2 separate regions of the Ovis aries genome follow, and region 2 is linked to region 1. A link is a contact called in public Hi-C data. All regions are on one chromosome and are shown on one strand. The core of a region is the stretch at or near the end of the contact, and the rest is flanking DNA. Distances in the headings are between cores, read along the strand shown.

Evidence for each region. A called contact is a pair of places that touch in the nucleus more often than the background predicts.
Region 2: a Hi-C map of mixed tissues shows a contact between it and region 1, with 4 times the contacts expected there. The contact joins the enhancer-like site here to the promoter of SFMBT1 in region 1. A contact is called at or near these places in 5 of 16 Hi-C or Micro-C datasets (mixed tissues, muscle, skin fibroblasts and 1 more).

Annotation. Positions count from the first base shown.
Region 1 is chr19:47,969,887-47,976,000 of ARS-UI_Ramb_v3.0, forward strand. SFMBT1 (Scm like with four mbt domains 1) reads left to right here and starts at 1,271. Exons shown (of 20, transcript XM_060402481.1): 1 at 1,271-1,572.
Region 2 is chr19:48,115,719-48,122,447 of ARS-UI_Ramb_v3.0, forward strand. The region is part of intron 1 of STIMATE (STIM activating enhancer); the gene reads left to right. Among named protein-coding and RNA genes, the nearest start is that of MUSTN1, 26 kb to the right of the region's middle. Within about 2 kb of position 5,028, at least 3 of the 54 cell types and tissues checked have an H3K27ac peak or open chromatin away from gene starts, as enhancers often do.

The DNA.
Region 1 (6,114 bases), core at 21-2,520:
TAAAAAAGGACCAGAATGGCAGATTGAATAAAACAAAAAAGAACAATGGACTGGGAAATATTTGAATCACTGATGATAGAGTAGTATCTGCAACATAAAAAATTCTTATTCAAAATTAGAAGAGGTTCGAGTCCCCAAAAGACAAATGGGTGTGAACAGATCATTTACAGAAAGGGAAATTTAGGTAGTAAATGCATGGGAAAACATTTTAAAGTCACCTAAGAAATACTGAAGTAACCTTGAACTACCAGTAGACACTGCTAAAATAGAGGAGCAAAGATGGCATCCAATACTTAGAAATGTGTATTGAACTCTTTATACTTGTTCTTGGCAGGTGCAGAATGAGTGGGGCTGCTGTTTGGAAAGCTCTGTGGCACTGTGGGCTAAGATAATCCTGCTGTTCCTTAACCTTCCACCTGGTTATTCAATTGCCAGGAGTTTGTCTAAGTGCTGAACTAAGAGATACATTAGCAAACAATAATCAGGGACCAAAATAGGCAATACTAGGAGACAGAGTGAATGGATGACGGTAACTGCACACATGAAAAATGAATGTGAACAAAACAAAAATGTTAAAAAAAATGTCAGTGATGGTAGCAAACACAAAAGAGGATGTGTGGTTGCAACTATGTAAAGACTTGCATATAGGCGGAAGGTTTCATGTTTGAAAAGTTGCATTTTGTAGTATTATGGATACTACTTTGCTACTTTTGCGTTTCTTCCTGTTGTCATATTGTCTCTTCAGTGGCATTGAAAAAAAAAAAATCTAGATTCAAATCTAGCCAGTGGCGTGACTTTGAGCAACACTGTCTGTGAAGTAGGGTAATATTTCCCAGCGCAGTGGCTGAGATCATTGGGAAGTGACTTGAGCCGCATTTGGCACCCCAGACCTCCTTCTTGCTGTGGGGGCGCCTCTTCCTTCCTGAAAGACAGGAATCATCAGAGCCCTGTCAGAGACCTCCTCCCAGGGCCCGGGAATCCGGGCACTCCAGGGTTTCCGTGGTGCAGGGACTCCCTTCTGCAGGGAACTCTACAAAGCAGGTGGGGATCCGGGTGTCTCACTGCCACCTGCCCTCGCTGGGGAAGGGGCGAGCTCGGGGAACACAATCGCCTGTCGGCACCTCGGGTTTCGGGGCCGGCTTGTAGCCACCTCCGACCTTCTGTCCCAGCCCGGAGCCCCCTGCTCTCCCGCCGGAATTCGACAGCCGTCTTGTGCCCCCTCGCTGGGGCCCCGAGCGACAGGAAAACTAGGATTTACAGGGTGCCTCCTGCGGAAGCCGGGAGACACCCGGTGCGCCGGGGGCCCAGGGTCTGACTTTGCAGACAGGGGGCACTTGGGTGCTTTCCAGATCTCACGGGAAGGTCCTCGACGTGGGCCTGGCGGACGGACGCAGCCCTCTCCCGCGGCGACACGCGCCGATCTGGCATCCAGTTGTCGCTCTGTCCGTTCCTCCGCTAATGCCATCTTGCCGGAGGCTGTCACGTGCGGACAACAGCATCGCGCTTCACCTCGGACGCCAAAAACGACACCAGGACGCCACCAAGTTCCCTGGACTCCATCCTCAACCCGAGGTGAGGCGCAGGAGACCTTCCCTCGTGGGTCGGAGCAGGGACTCGGTGGGCGCTGGGTCCCTGGGCGCGTCTTCCCGTCGGGGCCAGTCCGCTCCAGCCTGCAACGCCGTCGGATTTGGGGGGCGCAGCAGTTAGCTCTGCGCCACGGCCTCGAGGTGTCAGCTGTAAGTTGTGGGCTGGGGGCACGAGGGGCCGGGGCGGCTGCCGGCGGGGGTCCCGGAGGACCCTCGTCCGCTGCCGCCTCGTCTCCCGTACTGACCCAGCTGAGCCGGAAGACAAGCGAGCTAGCTCGGAGAGGCCCGGCAGGGGGGCGCCACGCGCGCCGCGCGAGGGGCGCGGGCTGCCGGGAGGAGCGCGGAATGAGGGGGGGGGGCGCGGGCGCATGCGCCCTGCGCCCGTGCCATATTGGAATGAGTCGGAGCGCGGAGCGCCGCCGCCGCCGCCGCCTCCGCCGGAGCGCGGGTGGAGGGGGGCGGGGAGAGCTGCCGGCCGCCCCGCTCCGCGGAGCCCAGCAGGAAGGAGGGCGCGAGCGGGCGAGCGCGGGCGGCGCTAGCGGAAAAAGCTTCCGCGCGGGGGGAAGAAAAGAAGGAAAGAAAGAAAGAAAACGAGCGCGAGAAGGGAAAAGCGAGCGATTGAGCGAGGGCGCGCGCGAAAACTCCCGGCAGGTAAAAAAGCGGGGCCGCCGGCTGGGCCTTCCCGCGCGGCGGCCTGAAGGGGCGGCGGCAGCGCCGGGGCGGTGGACCGCGCGGCGGCCCCCTCGAGGCGGCCGCGCAACTTTGCCAACGAAAATCCACCGGGAGCCGGAGGGCGGCGGGCGCGCGGGCTGAGGCGCCAACGGGCGGCGGCGGCACGTTGGGGGCGGGGGCGGGGCGGGGGGGGGGAAGCGCGGCGCCCGCGCGCGGCCTCGCGCGGCCCCGCGCGCCGGCCGGCCGGGCGGTAGGAGCGCGCCTGGGTGTCTCGCTGAGGCGGCGGCGGCCGGCAGTCCCGGGCGGACTCGCGCGGCGCGCGGCAACCCCAGGGCGTGAAAGGAAAGTGGCCGGGCGGCGGTACTGCGGGCGCCCAAGTTCCCCGGCGCGCTGGGCCCTTGGCGCGCCCCTCCCCGCGCGTCCCGCGCTCCCGCCCGCCGAGCCCCCGCGGACCCGCCCCCCGGGCTCGCTCCGGGCCCGGGGCGCGAACCCGCAGCAGGACCCGGGGGCGCGCCGCCCGCGCGGCGATCTGAACTTCGCTGGGCCGAAGCGGCCGCGGCGCGATGGCTGAGCGTCTAGCGGCCGCCGCAACCGGTTGCTTCGGGCCAGCGTATCGGAGTGCGCCGGGCCTCCCCAGCGCCGATCGAGCTGGCCGTGGGCTCGCCGGGAACCCGCTGCCCGACCCCAGGCGGACCTGCCGCTCCAGAGGTCCTTGACCGTTTCGATTTCTGTTCTTAAAGTCTCGTTTTGGACCCTGAAAAGGAGACTGGAGAGGCGAGCCGAGTGTCCTGAGAAGGCAGGCCTGCTTTGTGGGGAGCAGAAACGCCTTGTGAGAACGGAGATACATTCCCGCGGAAAGGATGTATGTTAAGTTTTTCACAAAATGTCAGCTGCTCACTGGGGTCTAAAACTGAACCGTAAAGGACAGGTCACCTGCTCATCTTGTTATACACCGGCAGTGGGGTAGGACACCCTTGCGAAGGCTTTTTATTTAGTGGGGGATATTCCTAGCGGGTCTCTCAAAGCCATGCGGGTGGACTGCCCCGAGCGAGGTTTCGTGAGCCCTACTTAGTCCTGAGAACCAAGAAACCATCAAAAAGATTGGAAAGGTAGTAAGATACATTTTATCAATCCCTGCAATGCCGTCTTCTCAGGGACCACATTTTTAAGATGTCACACTTGATTGCATCACAAGTAAAATGCCTGAAAACGTACTTGTTCGTTTGTCGACTGTCTTGAGATGAGGAAGGAAGATGAGTGTACTCTTGAGTACACTTTGGGGCCTGTCGGTCGGCCTGGTATTTTAAGGTATGTAGAATCTTTCTAGGCCACAGGTAGATTCGGAGTTGGGATTTGTTTACAATGTCAGAAAAGTAACGGCTTGGTGGAAACGGGAGTGGCCCCAGATCAGGAAATAGTTCTGTTACTGCTGTTGTCATTGACTACTGCCTTATCTTGGGTAAGTTTCTTTACAGATTTGTTTTTGTTTCTTTGCAAAATTAGTGGATGAATAGATGATCATTGTGCGTCCTTTCAGTTCTGAAATTTAGTGCCTTTCTAAAGTGAAAGATTAAAAAAATTTAGGTTTGTACTTTGAAAGGTTCTACAAGGAAGTGCTCACAACCTGCATCTCTATTAAAATACATTTAGAAAAAAATACCTTGAGAGTTGTATCTTGGATGATTTTATGTAACATTGTCTGGAAAGATGGTTACAAATGCATTTTAGTATGTTTTAAAATTATTTATTCATTTATTTATTGGGGCCTAATTTATAATAAGATCTCAACTTATGTACATAGAGTTCAGTGGCTTTTTCATATGTATATGCACTGGTAGCTACACTCAGATCAAGATATAGAGCATTTTCAGCTTCCCAAAGGGCTCTTTATACATTTCTCCTTTTCAGTTAACACTTTCCCTCCCCCAGGGTGACACTGTACTGACTTCTGTCACCACTGGTGAGTTTTGCTTTACAACACAACCCTTTTCTGGGTGAATGGGGGTAATATTAGTAAACTGAAGAACAACACATCTGTTAACTGGAGTTATGGTCACGGTCATTTTCTCCATGATCCTCATGCTTTTTATAACAATTTTTACATTTTTATACTATTTAAAATGACTAAAATTTCTGACCCGGGAGAGCTCTTAGTCAGAAGGTCTCTTTTTAGTTGAGGCAATACTGTGCACTTTTGGATCTGTGGTTCTGGGAGTCCTTGTGGACATGGGCCCTGTATCAATCTGCTACTTCCCGTGGTTGGAATGCAGGTATATTTGCAGACAGTAGGTTTAAAGGATGAATCATGAACTTTTCCCACAAATCAGGTTTAAGTGTTAGCAGATGAATCAGTTCCTTAAAGCCTAAAATTGGCTGAGAAAATTAAATGAAAATTGATTTTTTTAAAGTTCATTGAATTAAAGAATGTGGGCATAAAGCTTTAACAACCTTTTAAATGACAGCAATTAACTTGATTTATATATGCAAGATATTCCCCTGGTTTGTCAGATCATTAAAACTCTAGCAGTGAAAGCAAAAACAAAAGATAACTAAAAATTATGTTAGGTGGTTTTTAATTTTTGTTTGGTTTTTGCTTTTTGTGTTAGACCTAGGAAGTTGGGCTTTTTATGTTTCCCACTAAAGCAAGAACTTCAGCAATTTGCTTATCTTTCCCAAATGCCTTTTAGTATATTCTTGTATCCTTTCTTATTTCTGTTGCTAAAGGAGAGGAGTTAGAGGTTGTAACTGAATTCTTGTTAGTTCTCATGAAGGCCTGTGTTTTTTACTGCAAGGCCGTAGAAAGTTGAGAACTAAGTCCTGTGGTAGGGATGCATAGGGCATAGTCCACAAAGTTCAAAGGTTTTATTTTGTGAGATGATTCTGCTGAATAATTCTGTTTTTCTGTGACTAAGTCAGACACTTGGCCAAAAACTAAGCTGAATTTGCTGCCCTAAGATTCATAGCATCATTAGCAAAGAAAGTAATTCTTCACTTAGTTATTATTGATCCACCCTTTTTTCTCCTTTCTTCCTTCCTTTTTTTGGTGGCTCTTTTTAGATTTCTTAGCTTTTGCACTATCAGATATTTAACTTAAATTTGTTAAATTTTTGAGTGATGTAACTAAAGAGATACAAAATGAGAAAACATTAAAGTGAATGCCATCTTTGCTATTTATTTTTCTGTAAACTCTGATTTTTCTCTTAAAAGTGCTTTTCTTACCTATAATCTTGCTGCTTCTCTAGGGTGCTTTTGCTTACACAGTGGTAACTAGACTGGTCTTTACTATGGAATGATGATGTAGAAGCTGCTGTCTTTTGATTCTGTGAAGTCTGTAGAAAAGCTGAATTGTCCAAACTTCATTGGCCTTTTTATTATGACTTCATGTCATGTTCACATTAAATAAAGGAATACATCCAGAAAGCAGAAGACATAAGGCAGACACTGTAAATGCTAAATATTTTTTATTAAAGCTTTTCTCTTTTGTAAATTTGTAAGACTTTTCTTTCTGGAATTATTTTACTGTTACCCAATGCTTCAGAATAATTTAAGTGAGAATGAAAGGACATGTAATCAGTAAATGGTATGGCTTTCTATGGCAGAGTACTTTTATTTCTGTACATAGGCTTTGTTTTCTAACTGGAATGTTTTGTAATTGAAAAAAATATTTCTTTTTGTACATAGTTGTTACATTGGGTGAAGCTTTCTGGGGATTTTGGTTACCTGGGAGATTTTGAACCATTAGACTTCAGGGAGTGGAATTTTGGTATGACTGTATACTTCTTTAAATGGAATTGGCAAACAATTAAACATTGGAAAATATTTAAAATAGAAAGGATGTGGTCAGGTTGTTACAAGT
Region 2 (6,729 bases), core at 3,778-6,277, 150 kb after region 1:
TTCTTACATTTTATAGAGAGGCAGATTGAGGGCCAGGAAGGTTAAGAGCTTTCTCTGGCCCCACCTAAGTTGCCGGCATGAGATTTTGAGCCCAGAGTTTGCACGCTGAGTGCTAAGCCATCACTTCCTCTGGCCCATGACGGAGCCTGGTGTGCTCCGCTCCATCTGTTCAGGTCAGTGCCTGCTTTCTTCTAGGTGCTGGGCTGGGTGTGAGGGTATAAACACGAATAAGTTAAGGAAGTGTCTGCCTCCTTAACTAATTGTCTAGTGAGAGAGAGAAACAGATCCTTAGCATTGCATGTGAAGTGTTAATCTGAGGGTGTTCATAGGAGACTTTGGGGAGCCAGAGGGAGGAAGGAGGCTTAGCTCAGTTACAAAGGAGGCATGTCTTAGAGTGGTCTGAACTAAATCTTAAAGAGTTATCCAGGAGAGGAAATAATGGGGGCCCTGCCACACTGAAGGGACTGTGTGAGCAATAGCTAGGTCGGGAGATGCCGGACCATGGGGACCTTGTGTTACCAGCTTGAAAAGTCCAGTTGTGTTCCCTGAGGGGAGGGAGATAGGGTGGACTCTGGAAAGTTTTAAGCAAGGCGTGTCATCTCAGCTCACTCCAGCCACAGTGTGGGGGTGTTTATGGGAAGAGGACCAGAGTCAGGAGGACACATTGATGGCAGGAGATGGTCCTTGGCCTCAGGGAGCCTCCAGGGCCCTCTCTGCCCTTGTGGTCCAAATGTGAATAATACATTTACCTGTCAAATGTGAATAATACATTTCACTGTTGTCGTGAAGAGAAGAAGTAATGATGTGAAATCCTGGACTGAATGCCTGATGCAGGGTAGTGGTGAGGCAATCACACCACTCACCCACTGCAGCTGTTTTGTTTTCACGTTGATCCTATGAAGTCGACAACGGAGGATGCTTAGACCCAGAGGAGTTAAGTGACTTGCTTCAAATAATAAAACTTTTGATAAAGCAGAGACTAGATTTCAGGTTACTTACCCCGAATGGACTGCCTTTAGTTCCTTGCTGTAAGAATCACCTGCCTCTTCATTTCTCCTTGAAAGGTGGCACAGTTCAGTTCAGTTCAGTCGCTCAGTCGTGTCTGAGTCTGCAACTCCGTGAACTGCAGCACACCAGGCCTCCCTGTCCATCATCAGCTCCTGAAGTTTACCCAAACTCATGTGCATTGGGTCAATGATGCCAACCAACCATCTCATCCTCTGTCATCCCCTTCTTCTCCTACCTTCAATCTTTCCCAGCATCAGGGTCTTTTCAAATGAGTCAGTTCTTCACATCAGGTGGCCAAAGTATTGGAGTTTTAGCTTCAGCATCAGTCCTTCCAATGAATATTCAGGACTGATTTCCTTTCGGATGGACTGGATGGATCTCCTTTTAGTCCAAGGGACTCTCAAGAGTCTCCTCCAACACCACAGTTCAAAAGCATCAATTCTGCAGCGCTCAGCTTTCTTTATAGTCCAACTCTCACATCCATACATGACCACTGGAAAAACCATAGCCTTGACTAGACAGACCTTTGTTGGCAAAGTAATGTCTCTGCTTTTTAATATGCTGTCTCGGTTTGTTATAGTTTTTCTTCCAAGGAGTAAGCGTCTTTTAATTTCATGGCTGCAGTCACCATCTGCAGTGATTTTGGAGCCCCCCAAAATAGTCACTGTTTCCACTGTTTCCCCATCTATTTCCCATGAAGTGATGGGACCAGATGCCATGATCTTTGTTTTCTGAATGTTGAGCTTTAAGCTAACTTTTTCACTCTCCTCTTTCACTTTCATCAAGAAGCTCTTTAGTTCTTCACTTTCTGCCATAAGGGTGGTATCATCTGCATATCTGAGGTTATTGATATTTCTCCCGGCAATCTTGATTCCAGCTTGTACTTCTTCCAGCCTAGTGTTTCTCATGATGTACTCTGCATATAAGTTAAATAAGCAGGGTGACAATATACAGCCTGGACGTACTCCTTTTCCTATTTGGAACCAGTCTGTTGTTCCGTGTCCAGTTCTAACTGTTGCTTCCTGACCTGCATACAGATTTCTCAAGAGGCAGGTCAGGTGGTCTGGTATTCCCATCTCTTTCAGAATTTTCCACAGTTTGTTGTGATCCACACAGTCAAAGGCTTTGGCATAGTCAATAAAGCAGAAATAGATGTTTTTCTAAATCTCTCTTGCTTTTTCGATGATCCAGCGGATGTTGGCAATTTGATCTCTGGTTCCTCTGCCTTTTCTAAAACCAGCTTGAACATCTGGAAGTTCACGGTTCACATACTGTTGAAGCCTAGCTTGGAGAATTTTGAGCATTACTTTGCTAGCATGTGCAATTGTGTAGTAGTTTGAGCATTCTTTGGCATTGTTTTATTTGAGATTGGAGAAGGCAATGGCACCCCATTCCAGTACTCTTGCCTGGAAAATCCTATGAACGAAGGAGCCTGGTAGGCTGCAGTCCATGGGGTCGCTAAGAGTCGGATACGACTGAGTGACTTCCCTTTCACTTTTCACTTTCATGCATTGGAGAAGGAAATGGCAACCCACTCCAGTGTTCTTGCCTGGAGAATCCCAGGGACGAGGGAGCCTGGTGGGCTGCCATCTATGGGGTCGCACAGAGTCGGACACGACTAAAGTGACTTAGTAGTAGCAGTATTTGGGATTGGAATGAAAACTGACCTTTTCCAGGCCTGTGGCCACTGCTGAGTTTTCCAAATTTGCTGGCATATAAAGTGTAGCACTTTCACAGCATCATCTTTTAGGATTTGAAATAGCTCAGCTGGAATTCCATCATCTCCACTAAACTGTCCTAGGCTAGCACTTGGTCAGTCAGCCACACCCAGCTGCAGGGGAGGCTGATAACGCAGTCTACATGCTAGCAAAGGGATTTCCTTAGAAAGAGAGGGTCCAGGAGGGTTGGGGTGGGGGTTGGTAAACAGCAGACTTCCTCAGAGTCTTCCTGGAATTTTCTCCCTGCCCAGAAGACACTGAGTACATTTGGGGTTTTCACACCACTAACGGGTGTTAAAGAGGCTCAGCTGTTGGGGTGATAATTTATAATTTAGAGAAAGTGCAAACACACTTCTGGGCTCTTCCTTGACTGCTGGTGAGGGTGGATTTACTCACCCCCAACCCCAGGAGTTTCTGTCCTTTGGGATTGGGGTCCTGGGCACTTAGAACCAGCAGTGTGGTTTGAGGTTACTGAAAGAGCCACCTATCTCAGGTGGCTTGTATTTCACCCTGGCTCCACTGCTAAGGACCTGGTGATCTGGGACACATCACCTCTTCCCCCCACCATTTTCCTCACCAGGACCCACCAGGACCCTTCTGGCTGTGACTCAGAGTTCAAACTGCCTAGTTTATTCAGCAATCCCCAGCTGGCACTGGTGGGGCTGCTTTGCTTGCAGGGCTTGCTATGGAATTGGGAATGGGGCTGCTTGTGTTTGTCCCAGTAAACAGTCAGTTACCTTTGACAGGAAGCCTGTGTCGCATGAGGCCCTAGGCCATGGTACAGTTTGAGAAATGAGGCCATCAGAGATGTCATCCTGGTCAGCAGCCTGTCATTGGGTAGAAGGCTCCAAAATTATGGATTATTTTTCCTGGCTTCAGGTCACTGGAAGGAGAGTGTTTGCCCCCAGGAAAGAACAAGAAAGCATGAGCTCACTGTCTCTGGAGCTCCCCCACCCCAGAGGGTAGAGAAGCCTGCTCACAGAGACCCAGGGTCTCACATAGGGACCGGTGATTTTGTGGTCCCAGTGAAGAGCCTGTGACTCTGATTTCCGTAGCCTGTGACATGGCACTGCCCAGGATGTCTTCTGTTGTATCACTTTGTGAAATGCAAGACCCTCCAGTGGTCACTGTGTAGTGTGCGATCACCTTCCAGCTTTATGAGTATGATTTCAGTCATAAAAATACACACATTCCACATGTTTTATTTTGTAATTGAATTGCCTCAGTGGATTTTCCTGGCCAAGAGAAGCTCTCTGCCAAGAAAGCTGCCCCATTCATGAGCCTCTTTCTGTACTGTGTTCACAGCAAGGGGTGATTTTATACCCTCATCGTGCTGGTTTGGGAAATACCATGAGATAAAGAGGGGCACAGGGGAATGCCACCTCCTGGGAACCATGTCTACAGAAGCCCAGGTTGCCCCATCGTCGTTCAGCCTCGAACCCTGCTTTCTGTTCCCCTGGCAGTCAGGAGCCTCTTACTGCCCCTTACACGCCTCTCACTCTCCTTCACTCAGGCTGCGCCGGCTTGGACCACACATCTCTCTTAAATTGTGTGGTTTAATTTCAAAACGGTTCCACTTTTTACTACTTGGTTTCTAAGTAGAACTGCAGCTGCTCTGTGGAAATTATTTCCCTTCCAATTCTTGTGGTTTGACTTTTAGTGCCACCTGATATGTCTTCTTGTGACCTGAAACACCCTGTATAGAATCCTAGCTCTTCCTCCGCTCAGTGAGTGCTTGGAGTATCAGCTGGGCAAGGCTCCAAGGAGGGTGGGGAAAGGGGGTGCCTAGCCCCTGTCCTCTAGGTGCTGACTCAAAGCTGTGTGCAAAACCACGTGGCAGCATTACATGAGCAGCGGCGAGGCTGCCTGTGTGAAACGCAGCATCCACTCCCCCCTGCTGCCGTCCAGTTGTGTGGCAGCAAAAGCATGAGACTTCTGAAGCATGACCAACTGTGCCCTGGTCCTCCCAGGGGAGGGTGTGAGCTGAAGCTCAGAGCAGGTGGGCAGAGAGGAGGGCAGGTGGGAGTCTTGCCAGCCCCACTTGAGCATGCCTGGGAGCCCATGTGCCCTGATGAGTACCCTCTGCAGCCATGCTTCCAGTGACCACACTGTCAAAGCAAAAAGTCTCATAATACACAATGCAGGCAGGGCTGTGAGGAAATGGGCACTTGTATGAGTTGCTGTAGCCTCTCTGGAGGGCAGTATGACAGAGTCAGTTGTACATAAGCTTTGACGCACACAGTGAACCCACACAGGCAGAGACAGCGCATGGCCTGGACATTGGCTGCAGTGGTGCTTGTAGAATGACTCAGAGATGACACAGCCACGCCAGGGGTACCACGTCACTTCCCGTCTAAGAGATGGGGCCACGTGCACAGTAGCTGAAGCTCCAGGGCTCTGTCAATGACCGCAGTGAGGGCCTGACTCTACAAAGTCTGAGACCATCTGTCTCTCTCTTTACAGAGATACTTGTCCATCTTCTACTCACCTAGCACCCAGGTGACAGGGATTGGCCCTGAGAAGGGAGACAGAGTGGGATTTCAGTTGGAAGGGAGTGTTTTGAAATCTGAATTTTTTTTTTTAAGAAGTAAAGGGAATTCCACTCTTTCACTGCCAAGGCCCAGGTTCAATCCCTGATTGGGGAACTAAGATCTGACAAGCCATGCAGCGTGGCCAAAAAAAGAAAGAGAAAAAGTTTAAAAATTGCTTTATTATTTTTCTAAGAATGCCATAACAAATAATCACAAACTTCTTGGCTTAACATAACAGAAACTTATTCGCTCACAGTCCTAGAAGCCCAAAGTCCAGAATCAATGTGTTGGCAGGACCACAACCCCCTCTAGGGGAGAATCCTTGCCTCTTCCACTTCTGGTGGCTTCCGAAGTTTCCAGGCTCCTGTCTTCACAAGACCGTCTTCTCCTCTGTCATAAGAGTACTTATAATCAGATTTAGGGCCCCCTGCATAATCCAGGATTATCTCTTCGCAAGATCTTTAAGTTAATTATGGTTGCAAAGACCCTTTTTCCAAGTAAGGTCACATTCACAGATATTGAGGGTCAACCTGGATCATAGCAGCCCCCCTTCTACTTTTTCCTTTTACATAAAGTCACATGACTGGTAGCAGAGACAGGACTCACAACCCATCTCTCTGGCTCTTGGCCCCTACTGCTTTTCTGGAAATGGGGTCCCATGCCTGTCTTCAGGATATGTGTGCTTGAAGGCAAGAGAGCCTGCTTGGGAGCCCGTGAGGGCTCCGTGTCCTGATGGCCCCCTTGTCTGTCACCACTCTCCACATCCTCACTCTCCTCTTCTTTGTCGCACGAAGGTCTCTGTTAGGTGCTGCTCTGTCAACCTTGGGTTCCAACTCCAGTGTCACTTCTTATCAGGCGCCTGACCTACCCTTAATGTTTGCCTGCTTCCCCTCCACTAGCCCTCCAGCGTCAGGGGATATTGGTGGATACGCTGGAAAGGATGGATTGCATGCTGCTTTGGCTTCTTGCTCCCTCTGAGTTCTCTCCATCCTGCAGGAGCACTAGGAATTGAGAAAAGATGGATTGTCCCAGGGCTGTGCCTGAGAAACTCTGTGGAGCTTCTGAGGGGGCAGCTGCCAGACCTCTGTGGGGAGCACGTCTGTGTCCATGAGACTGGTTACCTTTCTCACCGTCCATCAGGGACTCGGGGACAGTTCTTTGTCTCTTGCCTGTAGAGAAGTGTGTCTCCCCAGTTTTCCATTTCTCACCACCGTAACACCGAAGCCAGAAGTGCAGTGGAACCATGTCAGTTCCCAGCCCTGGAGTCATCCTGGACTGTTTTCTTCCTCTCATACCACCCGCCCCCCCACACCCTGTTGGCTCAGTGTTGAGGATAAACAGCCGGGAGCCCACCTCCTCTCGTCCTCTCTTGCTACCAGCAGGCCACGACACCACTGCCTCATTCTGGGTTCTCATAGTGGTCTTTGCCTGCTCTTGCTGCTCAGCACAGCACAGCAGGGGCTGAGCCTGTT